Regions from separate parts of the Mus musculus genome. Here regions 1 and 2 are each linked to region 3. The links are chromatin contacts, called in public HiChIP or PLAC-seq and promoter capture Hi-C maps. All regions are on one chromosome and are shown on one strand. The core of a region is the stretch at or near the end of the contact, and the rest is flanking DNA. Distances in the headings are between cores, read along the strand shown.

The links. Promoter capture Hi-C pulls out the DNA fragments that hold promoters and counts their contacts. HiChIP or PLAC-seq counts read pairs in DNA pulled down with a chosen protein or histone mark.
Region 1: an H3K4me3 HiChIP or PLAC-seq map of bone marrow-derived macrophages shows a contact between it and region 3, with 4 times the contacts expected there. The contact joins the enhancer-like site here to the promoter of Nenf in region 3. A contact is called at or near these places in 7 of 39 promoter capture datasets (the 3T3-L1 cell line, embryonic stem cells, liver and 1 more), 3 of 15 datasets of contacts at CTCF or cohesin (embryonic stem cells, large pre-B cells and pro-B cells), 8 of 484 Hi-C or Micro-C datasets (ECoMG myeloid progenitors, bone marrow-derived macrophages, cortical neurons and 3 more), 3 of 115 datasets of contacts at active chromatin or transcription factors (bone marrow-derived dendritic cells, bone marrow-derived macrophages and embryonic stem cells) and 3 of 9 other capture datasets (adipose tissue, liver and macrophages).
Region 2: a promoter capture Hi-C map of embryonic stem cells shows a contact between it and region 3. The contact joins the promoter of Vash2 here to the promoter of Nenf in region 3. A contact is called at or near these places in 7 of 39 promoter capture datasets (the HPC-7 cell line, cranial neural crest, embryonic stem cells and 3 more) and 4 of 115 datasets of contacts at active chromatin or transcription factors (embryonic midbrain, embryonic stem cells, microglia and 1 more).

Annotation. Positions count from the first base shown.
Region 1 is chr1:190,942,900-190,946,107 of GRCm38.p6, reverse strand. Angel2 (angel homolog 2) reads right to left here. Exons shown (of 9, transcript NM_021421.4): 8 at 2,168-2,331; 9 at 1-1,168. The coding sequence ends at 1,017. Among named protein-coding and RNA genes, the nearest start is that of Angel2, 16 kb to the right of the region's middle. Within about 2 kb of position 1,562, at least 16 of the 459 cell types and tissues checked have an H3K27ac peak or open chromatin away from gene starts, as enhancers often do. A contact at or near this core is called in bone marrow-derived macrophages, where this site is marked.
Region 2 is chr1:190,977,589-190,980,885 of GRCm38.p6, reverse strand. Vash2 (vasohibin 2) reads left to right here and starts at 1,888. Exons shown (of 8, transcript NM_144879.2): 1 at 1,888-2,180; 2 at 2,299-2,705. The coding sequence starts at 2,430.
Region 3 is chr1:191,316,189-191,319,492 of GRCm38.p6, reverse strand. Nenf (neuron derived neurotrophic factor) reads left to right here and starts at 1,362. Exons shown (of 4, transcript NM_025424.3): 1 at 1,362-1,574. The coding sequence starts at 1,401.

The DNA of each region.
Region 1 (3,208 bases), core at 313-2,812, 370 kb after region 3:
ACCACTTCTCTAATACATTTATACAAAACCGGCTCAACGAAATGTCACTCCTGACCCAAGGGCCTTTCACCATCGTTAAACAGAAAGACAAGTACAGGAGACAGAGGGACAACCTGGAGTCTGCCACCTTTTGCTGGTCTTTGAGACACAGGGCCTTGTGTGTAGTTCTAGTCAGCCTGGGACACAGTGATCCTCCTGCCTCTGTCTCCCAGATGCTGGGATTAAGGGTGTTTGTGGATGCACCTGGCTCATCTACTTTCCTTATGGCAACCTTTTCCAGGCAGGAGTGGACATATATAAAGGACTTGACCTTTTTTTTTTTTTTTTTTTTTTTTTTTTGTCTTAAGATAGGGTTTCATGTAGCCCAGGCTGCCCTCACACTTGTTGTGTTGCTAAAGCTGGCTTTACACAGCTACCTGCTGCCATCAGCCAAATGCTAATAAGATTAAAGGTGTGCACCACCGTATCGTATGAGAGTGATCTATACTTCTCAACTATTTCCACTACAAAATGTAGGCACATCCCACAGCTCAGGGCAGCAGTGACATGGGCCAATGTTCTCTACAGCATACACATTGTCAAGCCTCTTCAGAAGCTTGGACCCTGTGGAGGAGTGAGTGACCCAGTGATTTCTAAGAACACGCACAGGCTTCTCCCAATGAAACTGGGTCTCCAGAAAAGGCAGCATGCTGAGCTTTGCAGGTCCGGGCAGGACCACCGGATGAACTAAAAAGCACTGACTTCCTATCTTCAGGGCCAAGATGAACTACATTTTAAAAATGCTGTCAACTTTAACAGGACTTAGAAGTCATTTACCATAAAGTTCTTTAAACATCAGTTGTCAGGAAAATATTTCATTTAAAAAAAAGTTGTAAATTTGTTTCTTCCAATCTGTTTCAAGCATATAACAGAAATTCAGAACCCCACATCACAAAAAGTGAACAGCATACAAATACTTAAAATTTTTACATCCTTCGAAAAGAATACAGACAGGAAGTCCCGTGAATGAGCAGCAGTCAGAGCTCAAGCCTGAACTTGGCCAGCAAAGGCAGGTGATCTGAGGAGTTGTGCTCATTGGGAAGGCCGTTCACAGTCCACAAGTCTTGCTCTGTTAGAAGTGACAGTCTAGCTAGAAGTTTCAAGCCACCAACCAAAGCAACTTCAGCTCCTAAAGAAGCACACATTTAGTCAAACTCATTAAACAAATTAAAAGTTTTTTAAAAAACAAAACACTGAAACAGAACCCCGAAGCCCACCGGAAAACTAATATGAAAGGTTTTAGAGTATAGTTTTATAAAGCTGTTACTAATAATCCTTAAACAGTAGCTTCATGTTATTTATGCCAGATACTTTTTCTATTTCAATGAATACAGTCTACACAATGTAACATAAAATTGTTAATAATCTGAGACTGAAAAGCAGCCCACTCTGATGCACAGAGCGAAGCCTGGCAGGGGCTGCAGGGTAAGATGGTGTGGTTTGAGCCCAGTCATTTTCCACCCAAGTGAAATGTGACATGCTTTAGGGAGACTGGAGCTGCTGATCCGTAGCGTACTCCTGCCACCTAGTGAATTCTGTAGGCATGGCAACTTCCAGACCTTACTGTCTAAACTGAGGGCAGGGCACACTGGGTAGTCGGTTTAGTGAAACAACCTGACACTACAGATTCCACATATTAGGTTTCCAGTATCTCAATGCTTCCTGTTTTAAACCCTCAGCTGGCTTATACAACCTGACTTCTTGAGCTGTAACAAGGAATGTACTGCCCACTTCTGTTTCTGAGAGCAGCCCCAGGGTCAGCACGCCCAGTGTCTGCTGTGGGCAGCAGCTCTGATCTGCTGGAAGCCATCCTAGAACTGTGGTTCTTCACCATCTTACTCAGTGGCTGCCATGGGGAGGCAGGATGTATGATGAAGAGTGGATGGCGGCCTAGGACTTATACTCCAACTGGCACTGAAGGGCCAAACTAAGGCTGCAGTTCTGTGGGAGTTTGTGTTGGGGTTCATTACTGCCTTGTTCTCTGTAGGCTGTTAAGCTCTGTGCAGTCAGTCACATTCATCCAGCCAGCCAGTTCATCCATCAACCCCTACAGCTAGCCCTCTGCCTTGCTGCTGCACTCAGCAAAGGCCCTGTGCGTTCTAGCATCGTGTTTCCACACACTCTTTACCTGGCCCCTGAGCAGTGTTCTCCTTCTTTGCAGTGTAGAAAATATAATCAACAGTTATGGCACTTCGGGAATGGCAGGTGGTCACCTCTGGAACTCCAGTGTCAGGAACATAATGGGAATAGACAGATGACAAGCTGAAACCGTGCTGTAGATGCGAGGACACTCTAAAGCAAAAGGAAAAGATTTCATAGAAAAATTACCTTTTACTCCATTCTCAAAGACTAGGATGCTTTTGATTTTCTCTTTCAGACAAGGTCTTACATTATAGCCCAGGTGGACTGGAACTTACTCTATAGCGTAGGATGGCCTCAAATCTGCGGCAATTCTTGTCTCAGTTGCTTGAGTACTGGTATAAGTATAAGCCACTATGCCTGGGTTTTCTGAAAGTTTATATAGATCAGGCTAACCTCAATATCACTACATAGCCCAGGCTGTCCCCCTTTTCATGATACTTCTGCCTCAATGACCACAATGTTATGATCACATCCAGCTAGAGGAGTTTCACTGAAATAAACCATATTCCAAGTGAGAGCTCCTTTACCGATGCAGTGACTGTAAGCAAATGACGTCTAAAGCCCATGGGGTAAAAAGTATCAATATGCTAAATCAGATCTTAAAATTATACCTGTGAGAGCCTCCATTTACATAATGAGCCACAGCGTGCACTTCTTGGTTGTATTTCTTGAGACAGGGTTTCTCCATGTAGCCCTGGCTGTCCTGGGACTCACTCTGTAACCAGGCTGGCCTCAAACTTGGGAGATCTACCTGCTTCAGCCTCCTTAGTGCTGGGATTAAAGGGGTGAGCCCCCGCTGCCTGACTTTGGTTGTGTTTTGAAGGATGCTTTCAGTGGTCAGTGTGTGCAAGGCTACTCGGGACCATCTGGATCTCTGCTAAATTAAATAAAAAAAAAAAATATGGCCCTTGATTTTTGTAAGCTAAATCAATAACCACAGGTAACTCCTTACTATGTCTAAGGACTTATATTTATAGCATTACTAAATATAAAAGGTGGTGCATGTTCATAATTTCACATGTGGGAA
Region 2 (3,297 bases), core at 639-3,138, 340 kb after region 3:
ATTTGCTTCCCATGGTTGACAGACAGGCTCCTAGATGTTCCAAAGAAAGTTACATGACCTAAGAGCCAAAGGGGCTCTGGTTTTCCTCACAGAGCAGATGAACTGTGTGTCCTGGGATACACAACTCAGCAAGAGACAAACCTAGACTTATTGGACCTCAGGGTCAGCAGTCTGTGGCTTCTTCCACTTTGGCTTGCTCTTTCTCAAAATAAAAGTAAGAGAGAGAGGAAGTGAGAGAGGGAGGGTGGGATGGAGGAAGCAAGAAGGAAGACACTATCACTAAGAAAAAGGTACTTTGGGCTGGTGAGATGGCTCAGTGGTTACTGGCTGGTCACCAAGCCCGAGGTCCTGAGTTTGACCCCTGGAACCTATGTGGTATAATGAGAGAATGGCCACCAGTACTTTGTCCTCTGATCTCGACACACACACACACACACACACACACACACACACACACTCCACACGTACACCTACATACTTACACACGCTCTCCAAATCCGTACACCTGCACACTTACACACGACAAATGCAAAATGTAAAAGGTTTAAAAATATTTATTTCTAATATTTTTAAATTACATGTCTTTGCATATATGTCAGAGTCAGCACAAACATGAGAGCGCAGGTGCCCAGGAGGCCCAACTTGTGTGATCCTCCTGAAGCTGAGAACGGGTGCTGAACCCAAAGTGCTGGTCTTCCTTAAAGACAGTGATCTTAACTCGCTGAACCCAATACTCCAGCCTCACGTATAAACACACACACACACACACACACACACACACACACACCACACCACACACACACCACACACCACACACACACACACACACACACACACACGGGCTGGGGGGGAGGGAGGGGGAGAGAGAGAGGGAAAGAGAGAGAGAGAGATAGAAGGAAGAAGAAGAAGAAGAAGAAGAAGAAGAAGAAGAAGAAGAAGAAGAAGAAGAAGAAGAAGAAGGGAAGGAAGGAAGGAAGGAAGGAAGGAAGAGGAGGAGGAGGAGGAGGAGGAGGAGGAGGAGGAGGAGGAGGAGGAGAAGACGACAAAGAGGAAGACGACGACAAAGAAGAGGAGGAGAAGCTGTGGGAAGGCCACTCCCTTGGCTTCAAGCATCCCTCTACAGTGACTACAGAACAGAAGGGGCTCGAATTGCCTCTCACAGCAGCTTGGGTTGAAGAACCTTGTTATCCACATCTACTAATAGAGGATTCAGGGCTGTACACACTTGTTAATCTGGGGAGAAACTTGTAATGGAGAATTTAAATAAGTATTAAAGTTGGCCTTTCCTAGAGCCACCCAGAGCCCTGTGTAGTCACTGTGCCCAGCTCCTCGACCAACACTGCTCCACCAGGCCCACTACTTCCTTATCTCATCTCCGGAGCTTAGCTGCTGCGCCTCTGCCCGAGGGAAACTGGATCTTAGTCCCTGGACAGTCGCTCCAGCTCCGCGGGGCTCCCAGGATACTGCAGCATCGGATTTCGCGTGGCAGCCCAGCTTCCCTAACTCGTATCCCCTCCCGCCCGGGAACCCTGGAACCAATCGCAGAGACGCAGAGCTCCGGGTTGTAGAGTCCCAAGCTCGGGACCCGCCCCTCTTTGTTGCGGTGTCCAATGGCCGCATTCGGAACATCGGCGGCTGCCCGGGTGACTCAGTTATATGTCACAGAATAACATTCGAGAATGGGACATGGAATGAGGCGACGACCGCCTCAACCCCAACAGCCTTCTGCAGCAATGAGGCCGGCCCGAGGTGGGTCCCCGGGCCCCGCGCGCGTCGTGGCGGCCCGCAGCTGCCACTCGCGGTGCCCGCGCGGGACCCGCGGGAAGGGGGCGGCGCTGCGCTTGCCCGGGAACCCCGGCTGGAGCCGCCCCTCTCGCGCCAGGGTTCGGGGGGCTTCCGGGAAGACGCCAGGCCTCCCTAACAAGCAGAGGCTGCTGCGGCTCCCTCGCGCCAACCCCGGGCGCTCACGTGCCCGCTCGCTGTGGGACCGTGGCAGTCCACCACATCTGGGGACCCAGGGATGCGTGAAGCTGGAGGGGACCCTCGAGTCTTCTTGCTACACAGCTGTCTTGCTTTTTCCTACCCCGTCCCCTCCTCACCCCGCGCTCCTTGCATGCCTCCCCATCCCCGAGTGCAGCTGGGTGTGAGGCTTCGTGGCGTCTTTCCAGCCGCCTTGCTAGGTAATCGGCGGGGCTGGAAGCTCGCGTTAGTCCTGAAGGGTGGGTCTGGGGCAGCGAGGCGGGAACCCCCATGCCTGTCTTATTGAGCTGCAGTGTCTGCTGTTTCCACTGCTTTCAGGCCCGGTCGGTGAGCGGGGTTCCCTTCGTGTGTCCTACGGCCGCGAGAGTTAAAGGCCACCCCAACCTCCCGCGGGGCCCTGATCCCCGGCGTGCCGGCGTCCTCCGCCCCCTTGCCGTGTGCCCCTCATCATGACCGGCTCTGCCGCCGACACTCACCGCTGCCCCCACCCCAAAATCACCAAAGGCACCCGATCCCGGAGCAGCCACGCGCGGCCCGTGAGCCTCGCCACCAGCGGGGGCTCCGAGGAGGAGGACAAAGACGGCGGGGTGCTGTTCCACGTGAACAAGAGCGGGTTCCCGATCGATAGCCACACCTGGGAGCGGATGTGGCTGCACGTTGCCAAGGTCCACCCCAGAGGGGGAGAGATGGTAGGCGCCATCAGAAACGCTGCCTTCCTGGCTAAGGTCAGTGGCTTCGCTGGAAAGGGTGGGATGGGATGGGCGGGTTGGCAGGGATGGGACCTGCTCAGCCCATCCTTGGCAGGGCAGGGAGAAGAGACCTCGTGTCCAGCTACTGAGTCCTGTTCTGCTGCCAAGAGGAGCAGGCAGGGGGCTTGCTGGCTAAGCTCTGAGGTTGGGCTGAGCCAAATCCATTATGTATTCAGCTCCTGTAATATCTTCATCAAAAGCTAATGTCACCAGGTCAACACCAACCACTCCAAGAAAGCATAGAACCCCAGGGTCCACCCTATCTGCCCTCCGTGAGTGTTTTACCTCCCCCCCCACCCCCAGGTCTCCCTAGCAAATGACTTATGGAGTGAATTTGTAATCAATCAGCCAGACTTCTCAGTGTGAATCATTCCTAGAGTTTTTGCTAACCATCTTCATCTTCATCATCACACTCTTCCTATCCTTTTATGACAGTGATTTTTGATTTTTACCTCTGAAGCTTACAGAGAACAGTGACCTGTCCCTTACCAGCTTAATCTGGCGCCAATGAAGCATTTGGCTGTGGCTTAAAGGGACTTTCCAGGACACTGGATGAATTAGTCTCTGG
Region 3 (3,304 bases), core at 113-2,612:
ATTCTAGCCTCTTATTTCATAGCTCCAGACATGTGAGCCACACCTCCTCCTCCCTGTGGCTGGTCTTCTCTGCCACAGGTCTCAGCCTCAGCCTCTGTCACCTGTGTGGCCAGCAGTCTGCTTTCCTGTTGGATACAGCTAAGAAATAAATACTAGGAAACATTATTGGAAAATAATTTCTACATTCTTTTTAAATTTTACTTATATGTATGGCTGTTTTGCTTGTATACCACATTTGTACCTGGTGCCTGCAGAGGCCAGAAAGGGTGTCAGGGCCCCTGGGACTGGAGTTACAAATGCTTGTGAACTGCCGTGTAAGTGTAGAATCCAGGACCTCTGGGAGAACAGGCAGCGCATTTCATGTGGTCAGGAGAAATTGCAGGAAGAATCTTTTGGCTTCCTGACACACAGGCCTGCAGAGCGAGAAGAGGCTGGAGCAGCCAGAGTGCTCAAGGCCAGAGATATTGTCAAGATGTGTTAGGCCTCAAGAAGGCTGTGATATTTCACCCTGGGAGTTAGAAGGGCCTCTTCAACCTTGAGATTCTGCGACTCGGTATAAAGCAGATAATGTGTTGTGAGTTTGGCACAGCCTTCAAAGCCATAATCATGTTCGTTGCAACACAATTCTATAAAAGAGCCAGGCTAGGAAGATCCCTGCAAGGTCAGCCTTGGGACATAGCCAGCCTGAAAAACAGAACGAAATCCTGGAAGGAAAGGAAGGGAGGGGAAGGACAGGGGATAGGAAAGGAAGGGAAGGGAAGGGAAGGGAAGGGAAGGGAAGGGAAGGGAAGGGAAGGGAAGGGAAGGGAAGGGGGGGGGGAAGGGAAGGGGATAGGAGAGGAAGGGAATGGAAGGGAAGGGAAAGGGATAGGAGAGGAAGGGAAGGGAAGGAAAGGAAAGGAAAGGAAAGGAAAGGAAAGGAAAAAAGAAAAGAAAGGAACGAGGGAAAGACAGATGGGGAAGAGGAAGGAAGAGAGTGAGGGAAGGAAGGAATGAAAGATGGGGGAAGGAGAGGGAGGAGAGGAAGGGAGTAAGGGAAAGGGATGGAGAGAAGAAAGAAGGAAGGGAGGGAGGGAGGAAGGGAGGAAGGAAGGAAGGAAGGAAGGAAGGACGGAAGGAAGGAAGGAAGGAAGGAAGGAAGGAAGGAAGGAAGGAAGGAAGGGGGGGCAAGTTACTCGGGCCTGGTGCCACTAGTGTATAATCCCAATTCTCTGGAGACTGAGGCAGAAGGATAGCCACCAGTTCAAGAACATTACAGGCTATGTAGTAGGACTTAGCGTCAGAGAGAAAGGAGGAGAGGACAAATTGATAAGGCTGGGTCCTGTCTTACAGGGCCCCTCCCTAGGAGCCGACTGTGCTCCGCCCCGCCCCGCCGTCCTCCCGCCTGCTCCTCGCTGTCTATGGCGCGCCCCGCGCCCTGGTGGCGGCTGCGGCTGCTGGCGGCGCTCGTCCTGGCGCTGGCTCTGGTCCCAGTGCCCTCAGCCTGGGCTGGGCAGACGCCGCGCCCCGCAGAGCGCGGGCCCCCGGTGCGGCTCTTCACCGAGGAGGAGCTGGCCCGCTACGGCGGCGAGGAGGTAGGCGGCGCGGCCTGGGCCGGCGGCTGTCCCGAGCTGACTGGTGGCGGGGACCCACGCGAGGCCGGGTGGAGGCAGGGCGTCGCCCTGACGCCCCACCCCGCGCTTCCTCCGCCCCGCCTTGTCGCTGTGGGTCTGAGTACAGACCTCAGACCCTTCTAGATTTTAGTGTGAGGGTGAGCTGGGGTCACACGGCCTACAGTTTGTGCAAAGTGACCGGCCTGAGAGTGCGCACTGAGCTAGGGGGGTCTGGGGCCGGCAGGATGATCCAAGCCTTTCCTTTCCTGCCCCGGTGTCCCGGGCCTACTGAAGCTCACCCTTCAGACCCCATTTAGTGTCTGGGCTGGTGGGGATGAACGCAAAGGAGGAAATAACACTACCCGATATGGGTAGCTGCTTTAGATGGGGAGGAAGCCTGAATCCAGTTAGGAAGAACCGGTCTCTTGGCATTGTAGTGATTCCAGGAATTAATCCCCTACCTTTACAGATAGGGAAACTGAGGCACGTGCTCAGTGGTACAGGAGGGAAGGACCCGTGTTGCTTCGCTGAATCTATGTGCCCTGAGCTCCCTAGCTTCGGTGTTAGCGAACCTTACATAGACCAAATATGCAAGGGTCTCTCCCAAAACAGATCTTTAGGGATGAAAGCTGAGGCCAGTGGTTCTCAGCCTGTGGGTCCTAAGACTGTCAGAAAACACAGATGCTTACATTAGGATTCATAACAGTAGCAAAATTACAATGATGAAGTAGCAATGGAAATCATTTTATGGTTGTGGGGGTCACCACCGCATGTGAAACTGTTTAGAGTTGCAGCGTTAGGAAGGTTGAGGACCGCTGCTTTTTTTTTTTTTCTGGCCGCGCTTGCTCCCGTCTATTTATTTATTATATACAAGTACAATGTAGCTGTCCTCAGACACTCCAGAAGAGGGCATCAGATCTCATTGCAGATGGTCGTGAGCCACCATGTGGTTGCTGGGATTTGAACTCATGACCTCTGGAAGAGCAGTCAGTGCTCTAAACTGCTGAGCTATCTCTGCAGCCCAAGAACTGCTGCTTTTGACCCACAGGTCCATAAGAACACAGGGATAGGAACATGGCGGGAATGTGAACGGGTGTTACCGGACAGCGGAGGGAACTCCCGGTATAGGCGCATGGGGAGAACAGTTAGCAAAGCTGGCCTGTTGTTCTGCCTAGCAAGGCAATCCACGCCTTACTGATGCGGGCGGGCGGGCTTCTCACTGCCTACACTGGGTGTGCAGTATGGTTTATGTGGAGCACTCTGCATCGGGGCACCCAGACTGGCTGGGGAAGAACCCAGGGTTTCTAGTGGGTAGAGGACCAGATCTTGGTCATTTGTTGTTGGCGAAAGAGATGGTGAGTGTTGTCATCATAAAAAGATAAAGTGGTATTAATATATGTTCTATGGGGGTGTGGTGAGGTGTGGGGGGAGGGGGTGCCTCAGTGGGCCCATGCTGATGCCGAGGCATCTCTTCATCTCTTCCCCCTGAGGGAAACACAACGGTATAGTGTAGAATAGAGTTTATTTAGGGCATGGAGAGGGAGTTAAGAGGGTAGGAGAGAGAGAGAGAGAGAGAGAGAGAGAGAGAGAGAGAGAGAGGAGGAGGAGGAGGAGGAGGAGAGAAGAGAAGAGAAGAGAAGAGAAGAGAAGATAAGAGAAGAGAAGAGAAAGAGAAGAGAAGAGAAGAGAAGAGAAGAGAAGGCCGGCCATGA